Regions from separate parts of the Cyprinus carpio genome. Here region 1 is linked to region 2. A link is a contact called in public Hi-C data. All regions are on one chromosome and are shown on one strand. The core of a region is the stretch at or near the end of the contact, and the rest is flanking DNA. Distances in the headings are between cores, read along the strand shown. Region 1 overlaps LOC109093359 (zinc finger homeobox protein 3-like). Region 2 overlaps LOC109093359 (zinc finger homeobox protein 3-like).

Region 1 (2,700 bases), core at 179-2,678, 83 kb after region 2:
CAGCATGAAATTCCTACAAAATTATAATTTAACAACATTCTAAAAATAGCAAGAACAACAGAAATAATAATAACAATAATTGTAATAATATAGTAATACATGTTAGTTGATTTTACTACAGTTAAATATAATTATATTAAATAAGAAAATTACATCAATTAAAATCACTTTTTCAAAGCAAATTATAAACATTATATCATCCAACAGTGTCCATATATCTAAACTTAGAGGTAAATTAAATGTACAAAAATCTGAAACACGTGTGAATAAGCTAAAGTGAAAAATCAATCATTACACTCTAGTCTGTGTTCTTATTTATCTCTGAAACTGTGAGAAGTTTGTCCTTTTATTTCAAATCAGGTACAAATAAACGGACTACAGCGCCTGTCTGTGTCTTTCTGTAGGCTTGAGAAAATCCTGAAAGAACTGGGACAATGCAAACGTTCAGCCAAACCACAACGCAAACAAATGCACAACTCAGTCAGACATTTTCTGTAACAGCGAAAATCCTTACAGCAGCCCAATAAGCACACAAATCTGTTCAGAGCCTATAATAAGACAGTGTTTTCTCTGAGTTAAGTACATACACACAACGCAACATAGTTTTTACACTGCTTGAATTTGGACGAGAGTTACTAAACGCTACGTTTAAGTGTTTTATGACCAGGCGAAACACAAAAGGCAAGACAGACAACAAATACTGAAACAATATGACTTCCTAGAAATGAGTCAACTGCCATCAAAATCATTGTCCGCAAAAGGATTAGCCCTGAATAGCCTATCCATGAGTTTTTGAAGAGTGAGTGAGATGGCAAAGACCTTGCCTGCTGTCTTTGTTTTGTGATGGTAAAAGCCAGAGCACAGAGAGAAAGAGAGAGAGAGAAGAAGGGAAAGGATAAGATTGAGCTGGAGCGAGCGAGTGAGAGAGAGAAAGAGAGAGAGAGAGTCCACGCACAGCATCTGAATTATACTATATATCCTTTTTGTGTGACGCTTGTAATTATTGCCACCCCTCTACTAGGGAGCCGAGAGACATTAAACCCCTGACTTATCTGTCCTTCTCCTCCCTCCCTCCCTCTCCTAAAAACAGAAGCTAGGTTGCCCACTATGCTCTCCTCTAAGCGGTTAAGAAAAGGAAAAAGATTGAAATATAATAATGAAAACACATAATGCTTCTGCCTGCCCATTCCCCCTCACACACACACACACACACACACACACACACAAACACACAGATTTCGGCAGAATATATATTAAATAAAAAAATTAAATGCAAAATCCCACGCTTTCTAGACACTGCAGTGTCTTAACCTAAACAAGTGTGTGTCGTCACTACGTTAGCTTCTGGTTCCTCTTGTTACGACACGTCGGGAAGGATAAAAAGGTCTTGGGATTTGTGTTTTTCTGACCTCTTCCCTGATTCCTTCGACATGGCCTATGGCTATCTGACCCCGTCTATCCTCTCAACTCTCTTTGCATGCATGCCTTCCTTTATGAGTATTCTCCCTCTCTCTCTCTCTTTATCCAACAAACAAATAAATAAATAAAAATAATAATAATGATAATTCATTACTTCAAACTAAGGACTTTTTTCCTAGTGCAAAATCAAACACGCTGTCATTCCGACTGCTCTTTTGTTGATCAAACTTGAGGTACGTTTTTATAGTCCTGCTAACCCCAACAATCTCGATGTATTGTTTGTGTGACCCCACAACATAACCCACCCCACTGCTTTCCCACTCTTCGCTGGCTCTGTAATGTTGGGTTTTTCCCTTCTCTTTCTTTTTTATCTTTCCTCCACTCACTCGGTGACCCCTGCTCCCTTGTTTCTTGCCGTCTGACCCTAAGTCTCTCAACCTCCCCCTCTCTTTCTTCCCCAACCCTGCACATCCATGAGCAGCTAGCAAACAGTCAGTCAGCTCTGGGTCTGTCTGTCCTTCCATTGCATCTCTTCTGTTTTCTCCTTTATCTATCTCACTGTGGGCTACATTGTATCATTGTTATGGATCCACATTTCCGTTTGTTCTTGTCCGTTTACCTTGGAAGGACTATCTTTCAATAGCTCTTCGTTCACGCTACTTTTTAAGGCCAATTTCCTTTTTTTTTTTTTTTTTTAAATCATGCTACACCTGTGGTCTTCATTAAGTTTTGGCTTTATTAAAATTCGAGCCCCTCGTATATTTGTGGGGCAATTAAATAGTTGAAGCTAGTTCAAACTAAGCGACGCGAATTTGTTAATAATTTGAAAACACTTTTTCGTCCTATTTTTCTCCCTCAGGAGAACGTACGCAAGTTGTAAAACGTAGCCTAATTCTGATTTCATTATCATAGTCTTTGCTGTCGAAATGACATTTCAATCCATTGTTTTGGTTTTTAGATTCTCAAATTCACGCCGTACGCGTGGGTTTCTCGTTTTAAGTCATTCGCCGTACTCGCTGTGTGTGTCGAGCGGCTCCTCGGGCTCTGTGAGCTCCGGCTGAACCGCTCCTGAGACCCGGGGCTCCGTCTCTATACCAAACACACTCCCCTAAACACTCACACACACTTCACACACACATGCATATCGATTTGCATGTGACTCCAGCCGGGAAGCAGCAAAGAACAACTTTAACGTCGCTTGGAGTGTGAAAAAAAAAAAAAATACTACGGGAAAAGACGGTGAAAGTGACAGGAGCGAAAAAGTAGAGGAACTGAAATGCA
Region 2 (2,700 bases), core at 176-2,675:
TAAAAACAATTTCCTCTGCTGGGCTGTGCCCTTCAGATGTGGATTAGGGGACAGATGCCCAAGAGGAGCCGACCCCAGGCCCTTGCCAATCGGACTGCTTCTTATCATCTCTAGCAGCATCCCTACAATACCAGACTTTATTAAAAGAAGCCTCAATGATATTTGTTGCATGAGTTGCCCTGTCTTTACTCAGATGTACCATGGCATGGTTGGGATGTGGGGGTCATGGTTAGCGGTTATAATATCCTGTTTCTCGGAAGGTTTACTTTGCATTTTAACAAGCATGTAAAAATGATAGGACATTCATGGGGCGGCTGCTGTCTGCAGGGCTATACGGGGCCCCAGGTCCTGACACGAGCCTTGCCCTGGAAAGCCCTAGCCAGCCATCTCTCTGAGATCAGGGTACCATTCCAGTCCAGTAAAAATAAAGGTAAGGACTTTTTAACACTGCTCAACTCTCCTCTCACTTGACATATCCTGTCCGCTGTCCAAGGGATTTAGTAAGTAAAGCAAAGAGCCGAGCAAACATCCAGCGTTTGATTTAATAATGCATCAATCTGTCCATGCAATATATATTTTTTGCATAGTAGCTGATACTATTCATGAGGCTTGTGGAAAATTGTAGTGAGAGGAGAGATATGCAATGCTTGGTGGAACAGGGAAAAGTGGGACCTTGTTTTTTTTTTTTAAATCATACTTTTTCCCATTGTCTAGACAGGGAAAATGCAAACCTACAGTGACATATAAGAGTGTCAACAATAAAAAAAAAAAAAAAAAAAAAAAAAAAAAAATTATATATATTTTACATATTATATATTATATACATATTATATAAAATATATACATGAAATTTTATCTATATATAAATATTATATTATATTTCAGAAATGAAGATTATTATTTATTATTTAAAAAAATAATAATTCATTTTTTTTTTTAATGATTTTATAATAACAGGCCTTTTATCTTCATTCTGATATCAGGACTATCACCTTGACATTTTGACTTTATGCCTTCAAAACTATCAAAATAAATTTTAATTAAAAAATTAAAAACATGCTCATCAGAGAAGAGGTGTGTTCAAGTCATTGTAAATATGAATTTCATTATTTAGATACAACAACAACAACAATAACAAAAACAACAAAAAGCCTATCATTGATATCATTGACTCTTGGATCAGTCAAAGTTTAGTTCAGAGTCTAGAGTGCACTTCCCTCCCCCGCTTTGGGCACTGAGAGGGGAGGGCTGCAGTTGGCACGAGAAGCCAGGCAGGCCGCTGCTACAGACAGGGATTTCCTGCAGCACGTCATAGCTCAGCGATCACGACACTGCCATCTGCGACTGAAAAAGATTTACATCAGCAGCTAATCCACAGTGCAATGTGTACACACTCCAAAACAGCTTTCTCTCCTCTCTCCTACAAACACACACAAATCTTCCTGGCTGGCTGTAAGCAATGCCACCCAAAGGCCTGTAGCGCCATCAAAAAGCAGACTAACCATCTTTCGGTTCCACTTACCTTTTTTCTTACTCTCTCTCTCTCCTGTATCTGTCAGTCTGCAATGTTAAAAAAAAAAAAAAAAACTTCAGTCCATTAAGTCTTCTGAAATGAGAGACCCCAATGTGTCATCCAGCTATATGCCCTGGTGAACATCACTCATAAAACCTGTCATCTGCTGCTGTAGTGTCTCTTCCCACACATCAAGCTCAGACACACACATACTCATAATCGGGAAGCTGACTGTGTCCGTGCAAGCATGTGTTAGTGCGTGTTGTTTTGGGCGCCTGAGCTTTATAATATTGGGAAATCCTTCCTGCAGAGAGCTCCTTTGTGTTGTGGCAAGTGAAAGGGTTAAGAATGACAAATGGACATCCAGCGAGAGAATGGCATGCTCAAGCAGGACATTTTCAACGCGGGGGCAGGAATTAAAACAATGCCTGCCTTTTATCCACGCACTGCTCTAATTGGATGGGAAACTCTGCCGCCTTGCCTCTCTGTAGGCGTATCAGAGGGCAAAAAAAAAAAACAAAATAAAAAATTTTGGCACAGAAACCCAGACTACACCAACTGCATTTGTGTCCAGACACCACCACCACACAGATTTGTATGTATTTGTGCATATATTGTGTATATTGTATATAATGTCATATCTGAATGCCTTGTATTGTGTTCGTTATGGGTCTAATAATGCTTAGCTAGCATGTATTCACGGGTGATTGGCTATTTTAATCAAGCCTGAACTTGGTTAGTTCTGAGAGAAAACAATATCATAACACCATATGGATCAGAACTGAAAATAAAGCTAATCAATATTTCCACAATCAATTGTTTTCATCAACAGCATCTGCTATGGCACACTTTCTCTGAATTAGTGGTATGGATCTTTTTTTAAAATGATCCTCATTGATATTGTTAACAAATGACCAGAAAATGGAATGTGACAGTTCTACAGAGAGATGCGAAAGACCTCCCTCAGGGGTGGCTGTGCAGCCTTAATTTGGGAACTATTAAAGTGCTGTATCTGTTGGTTAATGTACATTACTGGAGGCTCTTAATTCATAAACTTCCACACTATTTGTTTGGCAAAACAATTTGAGTTGTAGGTTGCAGTCGCATATCCTAGTTCAAGTGACATTCTGCATATTAACGCATGGAACTCTAGACCAATTGAAAACTACATCTTTTAATTGCTTCAA

What was found. Hi-C and Micro-C count contacts between places; a contact is called where the count stands out from the background.
Region 1: a contact with region 2 is called in a Hi-C map of skeletal muscle, with 3 times the contacts expected there. The contact joins two enhancer-like sites. A contact is called at or near these places in 3 of 8 Hi-C or Micro-C datasets (liver and skeletal muscle).

The regions. Positions count from the first base shown.
Region 1 is chrA7:38,823,498-38,826,197 of ASM1834038v1, forward strand. All of the region lies in intron 4 of LOC109093359 (zinc finger homeobox protein 3-like), which reads right to left. Among protein-coding and RNA genes, the nearest start is that of LOC109093359, 120 kb to the right of the region's middle. Within about 2 kb of position 1,429, at least 3 of the 8 cell types and tissues checked have an H3K27ac peak or open chromatin away from gene starts, as enhancers often do. A contact at or near this core is called in skeletal muscle, where this site is marked.
Region 2 is chrA7:38,740,891-38,743,590 of ASM1834038v1, forward strand. The region is part of intron 7 of LOC109093359 (zinc finger homeobox protein 3-like); the gene reads right to left. Among protein-coding and RNA genes, the nearest start is that of LOC122145693, 190 kb to the left of the region's middle. Within about 2 kb of position 1,426, at least 1 of the 8 cell types and tissues checked has an H3K27ac peak or open chromatin away from gene starts, as enhancers often do. A contact at or near this core is called in skeletal muscle, where this site is marked.